2 separate regions of the Mus musculus genome follow, and region 1 is linked to region 2. The links are chromatin contacts, called in public ChIA-PET maps. All regions are on one chromosome and are shown on one strand. The core of a region is the stretch at or near the end of the contact, and the rest is flanking DNA. Distances in the headings are between cores, read along the strand shown. Region 1 overlaps Kalrn (kalirin, RhoGEF kinase). Region 2 overlaps Heg1 (heart development protein with EGF-like domains 1).

Evidence for each region. ChIA-PET counts read pairs in DNA pulled down with a chosen protein or histone mark.
Region 1: a contact with region 2 is called in an SMC1A ChIA-PET map of the G1E-ER4 cell line, with 8 read pairs. The contact joins two enhancer-like sites. A contact is called at or near these places in 1 of 15 datasets of contacts at CTCF or cohesin (the G1E-ER4 cell line) and 1 of 9 other capture datasets (embryonic stem cells).

Annotation. Positions count from the first base shown.
Region 1 is chr16:34,054,905-34,059,951 of GRCm38.p6, forward strand. It overlaps Kalrn (kalirin, RhoGEF kinase), which reads right to left. Exons shown (of 60, transcript NM_177357.3): 35 at 1-211. Among named protein-coding and RNA genes, the nearest start is that of Gm41448, 63 kb to the right of the region's middle. Within about 2 kb of position 3,522, at least 17 of the 459 cell types and tissues checked have an H3K27ac peak or open chromatin away from gene starts, as enhancers often do. A contact at or near this core is called in the G1E-ER4 cell line, where this site is marked.
Region 2 is chr16:33,728,652-33,733,914 of GRCm38.p6, forward strand. Heg1 (heart development protein with EGF-like domains 1) reads left to right here. Exons shown (of 15, transcript NM_175256.5): 5 at 1,826-1,942; 6 at 2,948-3,067. Among named protein-coding and RNA genes, the nearest start is that of Heg1, 47 kb to the left of the region's middle. Within about 2 kb of position 3,985, at least 56 of the 459 cell types and tissues checked have an H3K27ac peak or open chromatin away from gene starts, as enhancers often do. A contact at or near this core is called in the G1E-ER4 cell line, where this site is marked.

The DNA of each region.
Region 1 (5,047 bases), core at 2,272-4,771, 330 kb after region 2:
CCATCCCGGACTTTCTTCTGCTTTTTGATGTTCCCGTCGGCTTTTCCGCTGTTGAGGCGGCGCACGGGGCTGGTCAGCCACTTTTTGAGGGTGTTGGTGGAGCGCTTGGGACCAGGGGAACTGTGGATGGAGTTCAGGGAGGGCTGAGACTGCAGGTGGGCCACGGACTCGGATTTGCCTCCATTCTCACTGGAGGAATGAGAGTATGAATCTGAGGAGGAAGGACAGACAGAGACATCACGTCAGAACCTGTTAAAGCAGGCTTTTGAACTGCTGAGTAAGACAGTTTCACCCTCAGGGAGCAAAAGAGACGTCAAGGCCAGCTGTGGACCCAGGCAAGAGAAAGCAGTAACAGTTGACACTGATTCGAATGTTCACATGTGAGATACCATTCCAGGTTTTATAGAAACTCACAGGAGACAAAGGCTCCTGCTTCCATGGAGGTTATATTCTGATGGAAAATATAATAATATACCATAACAACGAAATAGGTAAGGTAAGGTATCATAGATAATGAGAACAACTATATTAAAAAATAAGGTTGGACTGGGCAGTGGTGGCACATGCCTTTAATCCCAGCACTCAGGAGGCAGAGGCAGGCGGATCTCTAAGAATTGGAGGCCAGCCTGGTCTACAGAGCGAGTGTTGGGATAGCCAGGGCTATAGAGAGAAACCCTGTCTTGAAAAGAAACTAATGATGATGGTGATGGTGACAGTGGTGGTGACAGTGTCAGCGATGATGAGAAATGCAGTGGGCAGTAGAGGGTACAAATTAACAGTAATTGAGTAATTGAGGTTAGATCATGACTCAATCGATGTCTGAGCATGTTCCTAACAGCGGCGAGAGACAAGCCATGCAGCCATTTAACAAAGGCCAAGGCAGGCAAGTAGAAGATGAAAAAGTATAGCTGTCCCAAGGTAGTGTGTGGGGTATGCTGGGTGGCATCAGAGCAGTGAGCAAGGGGAACAGAGTGGGGGTCAGTGAAAGCAAAAGGGACTGGACCACCCGGACTGGGTAGCCAATAGTATGATACCTTTGTTTTTACCTACATGGAAAATTCCCAGAAGATGGATATCATCTATCATAATACTAAAATGCCATTCTTACTTGCAATTGAGGTCAGTGGCAACAGACTGCCTAGGAGACCACCATATTCCTTTCAACTGAGTGATTCTGGTGGCCACCAGAAGGGATCAGACTCTGGATATGTTTTGACAGCAGGACAAAGGATAAAGTTCCCGAGGCAGGCAGAGTATGGAAGTGTGACTCTGAGGGTAGATGGAAGGGAGGCCAGTTGCAGGCATCTTCGAGATGCTCATAGATAGATACTAGCAGACAGGCTGAGGAGCCACTAGACTTCAAGCCTGGAGCTGGAGCTGGGGGTGGGGGCGTGGGGGGGGAGTGCTGGTAAGCTGCCGGTGACTGAGGGCTACAGGGAAGAGAGGGCGCTGGATGCCGTGAATGAAAACACCAAGAGGCATGGATGTGGGGAACAGAGAAGTCTGGAGACTCAGCAAGAGGCAGGAGGATGAGAAAGCGAAGAAAATGTCAGAAAGGCAGGGAGAGATGAGAGCAGGAGCTGGCCAGGAGGCTGCACGGAGGAAAGACATGATCAGCTGTGTCGGATGCTCCTTGACAGGTCAAGAGTTCTCACCAAAGAAACCTTAAACTTAGTTACACAGCCGTCGGTCGCCGGTGACTTTGCAGAAAAGCAGCTGTGGTGTGCTGGAGGGGGCATGCTCGTTACACAGGGCGGAGAGAGGAAGGGAGGACTTCGGTTTTGTTTTAAAGGGACAATGATTGGAGATCAAGAGAGTTTGCTTTGTTCTTTCAAATAGGAGAAATCAGCATATTGTCTGTAAGTTGCATTTGTGGACTATCTCAATGCTTTAATGAGCTTACAATAGCCTAAGTATTTTACAGGACCATCTTGTTTCATTCTCTGACAACACAACTGGGCTCAAGGGGTGGAGGGTTGTCTTATTATCTTCATTTTACAGAAGAGGAAACTGCCCATTTAGAGACATCAATCAGTTTGCCCAAGGACACACAGCTCCCAGGGACAGGGTGAGATCTGTTGGTCATTCAGCCAGACTTGAGCAATTAACCATCTACTGGCCCTTCACACCTGTTCATGCCCAGTGCCCTTCACACCTGTTCATACTCAGTGCCCTTCATACCTGGTCATGCCCAGTGCTTGAGTTCCCACTGACTACAGGCAAAGCAAACCCAAGGAACCACACTATTGAAGTGGGAGAGCTAGAGAGGGCACAGCACAGGAGAAACATGGCCGACAATCCTTATTTGACACTTGAAGACTTGCTACTCTTTGAGGAGACCGGCAGTACATCTACAGAGTTGAGCCTCTAGAAAACCTGACTAAGCCAAACACAAGATTTTAAAGTCCGTTTCAGGTGTTCTAGCCCCAGCTGCTCAGTGATGATGTTTTTTGGTTCCACCCATGCTGAGAGAACTAGGGTCCTCAGACTTCTGAAAGTTGCACAGCAACACCAGCATCCTGGCACCCAAGTCAAGTGCCAAGCAAGAGTCACTAACCAGTAACAACATCACAGAGAGTGTAGTGGAGAGTGAATTCTAAAAATATAAGATCCAGGCTCCATTTTCATTGATCTCTTGTCTAGCTACGCACGCTTCCACATGCACGACAGCAGAGAGAAGCCGGGAGGGAGAGAAAAGAACAGAACAGAACAGCAAGCAGAGCAAAGGAGATAAAGATTTTCTCACAAAGCCATGTGTGATTAATTGCCAGCAGGCTGGTAAGAACAGACTCTCCTGATAAGTGAGCCCAGTTCAGAGAAGGGTCATAACTGTGTAGGAGAGACTAGCCTGGAAAAGTTTAAGGACAGAGATGTTTGGGGGAGGTCTGCTCCCAAAGAGAAGGATAACAAGACCAATCGCAGAGTCAGGGGACTGGAAGGGAAGTTATCCAGTTCAAAGTGGGTCCTTTCCAGGGAGTAAGATCAGTGGGGTAGAAACCTGGAGGAAGGGAACATTTGGGAAAATATTGGACAATAGGCTGGACTGTGAACTTTGAGATTCTGGTGGGAAATGACACAACAGAAAAGGGGTAGGTTTTTTGTTTGCTTGTTTTGTTTTATTTTTTGTTGTTTTTCAAATTAATCTGGCAGCTCTATATAACTATCTTGGGGAAAAGGGATTGGACTTAAGATCCAGATAGCTGTGCCCGGGCTAGAGAGAATGATACTGTTAGTGTTCAGAAGACAAATTAAAGGTGAGGGTGTCATGAATGCTCATTACTACCACAGTCCTGAGGTAGCTGATCTCCACCCCAGCCCTGGTTTGCAAACTGATATTTAAACCAAGTAAACGGCTGGGTACCTAGAAGGTGTTCTGGTGGCTTTTCGTACCTACTCGGAGACTGAATCACAGTTTCCTGTGTGATTCTGCCCTGGACTTGGACAAGAGATCTCCCCTAGCCTTGGAAACCCTCAGAGCAGAAAAGATAATCCTGAAATAAAATTAACAAATGTATTTGCCAAGAGAGAGCTGTCTCCAGGATCTCCCTGGGGCTGATAACCCTAAGCTCCTTGTTGGGGCTCGCTGGGCCTTGGCCCTGCTGGGGCACTTCCCCGGGGGCTGTTAGGGCCTTGTGCATACTTTGGAAAGCAACAGCAGAGTATCTGTGTTTGGAAGCACAAACACAGAGCTCCTAAAATTCCCTGGTAAGAGGAGAACCTACAAGGCTGCTCTGCTCAGGGAACATCTGGGGATTCACTGGCATGTCTTTAAGGACAAAGGTGTAATCTTATCTCAGAAAATTCCTCTCTGGCTGTGGTCTTCTGTGTTGACATTATTTCTCAAGGGTTTGGTATGGGTGATAAGCATCTGCAGTAGCTGATAGAAACAGGGCCTCCCTGAAGATAAGCAGCAGGCTCTCCAAATTCACTAGGCCCCAGGGATGCAACTGACTCCAAGTTTTCGAAACCCAGGTTTATAGCAGATGCTGTGTCAGCAAAGCAGCAGTCTTAGCCGCATTAACTGTGCCTCGGTTACCAAGCAAAGCAAGTTGATGTTCCAGGGTAAACCATGGCCTGGCTTGGACATTCCCAGATGCATGTTAGGAATGGCCATTCCTCTTTCCTGGCTACTACTGATATCTGCTTCTTATGCTTTCTGTATAAAGTGATGGCAAAAATACACGAGTGGAAAATGAGATCTCCAGAATATTCTCAATGCTGTTTCAAGTTTGCTTTAGGCAAACAGCTGGAGTCATTGAACGGTGGCTAAGCACCACCAAGTCAGAAGCAGTATAAGATTCATCATGTAGCCGGTGTCCTAGCATAAGACAGGAAAAGAGGTAGGGGGACACAGGGTCTTACCACGTAGCCTTGCCTGGCTCAGAACTTGTTCTGTAGGCCAGGCTGGCCTCAAACTCATCAAGATTTACCAGCCTCTGCCTCTTGAGCCCTGGCATTAAAGGCCTGCCTGTACTACCTGCCTGGCCTAAATCACTTAAAATGCCTAGCTGTAAAAAAAAATGTGGAATTACTTGGACAAGAAACAGCTGCCTCTTCGGGATTACTATGCCCACACCATCTCTGTAAAATGGCTACATTAGTGAAATGTGTTCCCGGTAATAGGACAGTTCCGTGACTAGTTCACGTCAACTACAATAACCCTGTCTCTCACCCCAGTCGTCGTAGTTGAGGCAGGTTACACGAATTACGGTTCCCGTGTTAGGAAATAGAGAAATGAGAGGGTTTCAGCAAACCAAGGTCAGTGGCAGAGTCAAACCCCAAATCCAGGCCAGGCTTTATAGCACACACCTTAGCCTTATTTCTCTCTATCGGTTCAGCCCGTGGATTACCGATCCTCTGTGATTATGGTATAAGGGACTATCCGGTTGCTAGTCTCTTCAACATCTTAATATAAACTTACCCATCTGTTGTATAAATGATAAAGTTTCCGTGTTGAAAACCATCTTCAAATTTACCCAATAATTGTGCAGGTTAAGCAACAGAGCCACAGTCACAAACTAGTAATGAAACTAGGACCAGACCTAGC
Region 2 (5,263 bases), core at 2,735-5,234:
CAGCGACCTGAGTATGTCTAAGAAGTAAAAGATAATTGCTTCTCCAGAAAAAGAAATCTTCATTTCCACCAGCCGATACGTACAGTCCCAGGTTCGGCAGGCTCCCTTAAAGCGAGAGTTAGCTGTTACAGTTGCTGGAGGTGTTTACAGCATGTTCACTGCAAACGATAGAATTACCTAAGGGCACGGCGTTTAATCCTGTAGGTGCTCTGTGCATATCGGTGATGCTAGGTAACATTTAAAGTATGGGGGCTGGAGAGACGACTGTGTCTGTTTAAAGGACATGCTGTTCTTTTTTTTTTTTTTTTTTTTTTTTTTTATGGTTTTTCGAGACAGGGTTTCTCTGTATAGCCCTGGCTGTCCTGGAACTCACTCTGTAGACCAGGTTGGCCTCAAACTCAGAAATCCGCCTGCCTCTGCCTCCCGAGTGCTGGGATTAAAGGCCTGTGCCACCACGCCCGGTGGACATGCTGTTCTTGAAGTGATTCTGAGTTTGGTTCCCAGCACCCATGTGGAGAAAGTCACAACCAGTTGTAATTCCAGCTCCAGGGATGCAGTGCCTACTCCTGGCCTCCATAAACAGTGTGCCCACATCTCTACCCACACCCCCCACTTGTCTACCCATGCCCCCCACGTACACATAATTTCAAAATGACAAATCTCAACAATAGCTGTGAAGAATAAGATTGTCATGTCTAGAGCAGCCCTCTTGTTTCGGGTTATTTTGAACGACGTGACTTCTGTTGCCTTTCCCTTCTCCCCCAGGTATTTCCTCCCTGCAAGTTGATAGTGTGGTTTTCAGCTTCTCAAAACCCTTTATGAACAAGTATGTCATAACTGGAGTGTGACCCTTCTAACTATTTAGAGTAAAACAGAATGTGGGCGTCATTGGGGCAGAGAATGAATGGGAGACTCCAGGGTGACAGTAAAAAGGCCCTCATGGATTCAGATGGAAAGAGCGGGGCATGGGACACCTGTAATCCTAGCACTTGGGAGGTGGAGACGGAAGACTCAGAAGTTCACTGCCATCCAGGTTGCCTAGGAGACCAAGACCGCAGTGAACTACTTGAGAAGGGCATCCCCGTGTTTAAAAGATAGTTTTCTAGGCGGTGGGCAATCTGTGGAGGCCTGATTAAATTTCAGGACACTCAGACGCTGAGCAGGGTGGTACACATGCAGGATCCCAGCACTTGGGAAGTAGAGTTAAGTGGATCAGGGGTTCAAGGCCATCCTGAGCTATGTAGTTAATTTGAGGCCAGCCTGGGCTACATGGGACCATCTCAAGATAAATCAAAACAACAAAAAGTGTAACAACTACGAATAAATGTACATGTTTCGAGAATTTTCAGAGAGAGGTTTCTAGAGTTTTGACAAAGTCCAAGAGAAGAAAAGGAGCCGTGCATATGTGTGCATTCCTGCACAGAGTGAATCTTGGAGCAGACAGGATAAATTGATTGGGGATTCTTTCCACCTTAGAACATGTTTTAGGTTGGCATTTACTTGAGTCCAGGAGAATTTTCTAAGTATCACTAAGGCAATATAATTACTGGTCCTGAACCAAGCAGCCCGCAAGAAGCATTTAGTATTCATGCTTACATTCAGGTATGCAGTTATCTAGCACTTGGCTATGAACACAAACTACATCTGTGCCCGGTACCATCACCTCTGTCTTCGCACCTCTGGGGACCCTGCTCTATCTTAGTGGGTGCGAGTTTTTTCAGGGCAAGTAAGCAAACATAAGCTAGACCCAAGCGTTAACCTTGGGAATGAGATGTTTTCCAGAGCTGCTTTGACATCGCCTGTGTTATTCCTTCCATGTGTTTAGTCAACAGCTGTACCGTGAACCCTTGTCTTCATGATGGCAAATGCATTGTGGACCTCACTGGCCGTGGGTATCGATGTGTGTGCCCGCCTGCCTGGCAGGGGGAGAACTGCAGTGTGGGTAAGAGGCAGGATCATTTACTGGAATGTTACTTGGGCTATTGGGCTATTCAGTAAGACCCTATTTCCAGGGTTGACAGCATATACTGTGCTTGCAGAGGACCTAAGTTTGAGTACTATAACCCACATTGGGGCACTTCATTACTGCTTATAATTGTAGCTCCAACACAATTGGACACCTCTGGCCTCTGCAGGCACCTGCACGCATGTGTGCATATATATACACATACTTAAAAACAATCATTTTAAAAGAGTTTTTCTGTTTGTTCTAGAGTGTACAAAGGTAAGATTTTTAGTTTAATCATCTTCTTGCTTAAGTGTTAGGATGCTTGTGTGTTGTCTATATGATAATATGAAGGACCACAGCATGATACACACAAGCTTTTGGCCTGGTTCTGCTCTATAGATTCTCTACACCCCTGCAACACTGGGTCATCTAGAGCTCCCTAAAGATACCTACACTCTCCTGCCCTGGGCATTTACCCTGCTAGTCCCTCAGCTCAGAATCAGACCCTCTTCCCAAAGATCTACTGGTCGACATCTCTTTAGTCTTATTTATGATTTAAATATAATTTCAACGTCTTTAATTCTTCCCTGCATCAAAATCTACTGTTTCTACTGGGCATGTCCTTAATCCCAGCACCCAAAAGTCAGAGATAGTAGGATCTCTATGAGTTCAAAGCCACTCTGATCTACATAGTAAGTTCCAGGCCAGCCAGGAATAAAAGGATGAGACCCTGTCTCAAAGCAACACTAACAATAACAACCAACCAGATCTGTGTTTATCTCTGTACATGCCAATCCCACCCTGTGATATAGTTAATTCTTCATATGGTTGCCACTGCCCTGGCAGGCAGCCATCCCCGTGAGAACAAGGGTGGCTTCCCGCTCTTCTTTGGAAGCACACGACACACGACGCACGGTGCCAGTTGGTTTTAGTAGGCACCGAATGATGATCCATTGCCTGCCACCCCGTCAGCATGCTCTTGTTTGTCCCCTCCTGCAGATGTGAACGAATGTCTCTCCAGCCCCTGTCCTCCCCTAGCCACGTGCAACAATACTCAGGGATCGTTCACCTGCAGATGCCCAGTCGGGTATCAGTTGGAGAAAGGAATATGCAATCTGGGTAAGAGTTAAGTCTGCCTTGCAACTGACTGCTTCCTTCCTAATCAAAGCCAACATTTTTTTTCCAAGCTTAAAAAAACCCAGGGATATAGAAATGAAGCTCATTGCCTGTTACTCCAACGCCTGCAGATGCGGTACTTTTCTTCACCTTTGATGATGTACATTATATTTTTATATATTAAATTCAAGAGATATCTGTAAGTATATCCCTGTGTCACAAAAAAAGGACAAATATCTTAATGCCTGTGTAATGTGCTCATTTGTGCACAACAGTATTTGTTCAACCATTTTACCCTTCAGTTAAAAAAAAATCAAATGGATATTCCAACTACATAGGGGTTTTAAACATTATTTATTTACTTACAATTTCAGAGTGTTTATCTGTTTATTTATATTTATATTTTAGAGTAAAAAAAAAAGAGTAAAATTCTGATTGTCCACACATTCTCCTTGAGTTGTTAGCCACAGACAGGTGCATTGTGACGCAGCCACCTCTAAAATCAGGCCACTATATTGGTCATGTTTGTTCCTCATTTGACAGGTCCACCAAGCTGCTTGGTTTTCCATTCGCTTTTCATCCGACAGGTTAAAAAGTAGATCAGCAAATGCAGCGAAGACAGAGGCTCTGAGATGCTCAGAGGCCAAGCATGGGCCACAGCTGGTGAGAGGCCTGGTTTCCAGCCCACAGTTTTCTGTTGTACCACAGTGTGGTTATTATTAGAAAAGCGTTCTTGCACACAGGGCGTGACCCTTGTTGGGTTGCTGAGTTTAACACCATGCTTGCTTGAGAAGTTAGAATGAGAAATTCAGTTTTGAAGCTGAAACTATCAGATAAGATAATCGGCCTTTGGAACAGCTACAGTTGCCCAGTGTGAGGCCTCCTGCAGAAGTGCTCAGCCAGTGTTTGGGGGAGAACCTCTGTGTTGGCTGCAAGTGTTATCTGCATGAACCTCTGACACCCACAGACAGAAGGAGCTTCTTAAGGCTGACACTCTACTAAAATAAGAATAATGAAATTTGTCTGAAATACAAAAAAAAAGAGCATTATTTTCTAAAAAGGGGAAGTCTACATATGTAGACATGAGTCAAAATTAAGAATCCCTCTTAATTCTAATTAGTCTGGGTAACCTGGTCTGTGTAACCACCTCCTACAGGGAACTAGCTGAACGTGTGCAGTTGAAGAATGAAGGAGATGGAATATTGGTTATTGTTGTTGGTGTTTTGAAACCCATGGTTTCAAATGCCTGGCTTTAGGCTCCCAGCCACCACCTGCACTGACTAGCCAGAGCCTCAGTGTCCCCATCTGTTAAGTCAGATTGCACATTGCTCACTGCTCACTCAAGGTTTGGGGAATGTCGAATAAAATAATCTGCTTGAGCAAGTGCCGCCGAGTGTGAAGAGCTGTCCAGATGGAAGGCAGCGTTCGCCAGACTGGATGCTAGGAAAACAAGCAGTTGTCACAGGTCAATAGTGAAATCGGCAGTTAAATCTGAGATTAAAAAAAAAAAAATCATATCTTATAAGTAAGGTGGGTCAGCAGATAAAGGTGCCCGCTGCAGAGTCTGACCAGCTGAGTTCAATTCCCAGGACCCACGAGGTAGAAAGAGGAAACCAGTTCCCACAAGCTGTTCTCTGAATTTCACATGAGTGCTTTGGACCGTGAACACACACGCAAATGCACGCAGGCAGGCACAAAGTAAATCAGTGTGATTTTTTTTTTTTTTACAATACCCGTTTTAAAGCTGGGCGGGGTAACTGCAGACGTGGAAGTTGTCTTGAATACACTAACTATATTAAAAACAGGGACACATCTGTGTCTTTCCACAATGTCAGAATTTATTGAGTCACAATAAGCTCACAAGCTACTTCAATTTCATTTGCTCTGATTTGCCAAATTATTCTCATCTCCCTTGACAGTTGGCCAGTGGCAAGCATTGGCTTATTCCAAATTTAATTACTAATATTAACTCAGATCACAAGTTACACATCAGGGTAAAGGGGTATGTGTGTGTGTGTCACAGAATAGCTACAAAGGGGTTAAAGAGGCCACAGAAAAGTTCAAGGAGTTTAAAGAGGCCTTAGGAGTGTCAGAGAGCTAATACCGACGAGAAGAGAACCAGTCCCTTTAGCGGTTAGACCAGGAACCACAATGGACAGTTACTGAGGAACGCATCAAGCTGCTGCGGGGTTAAGGCTG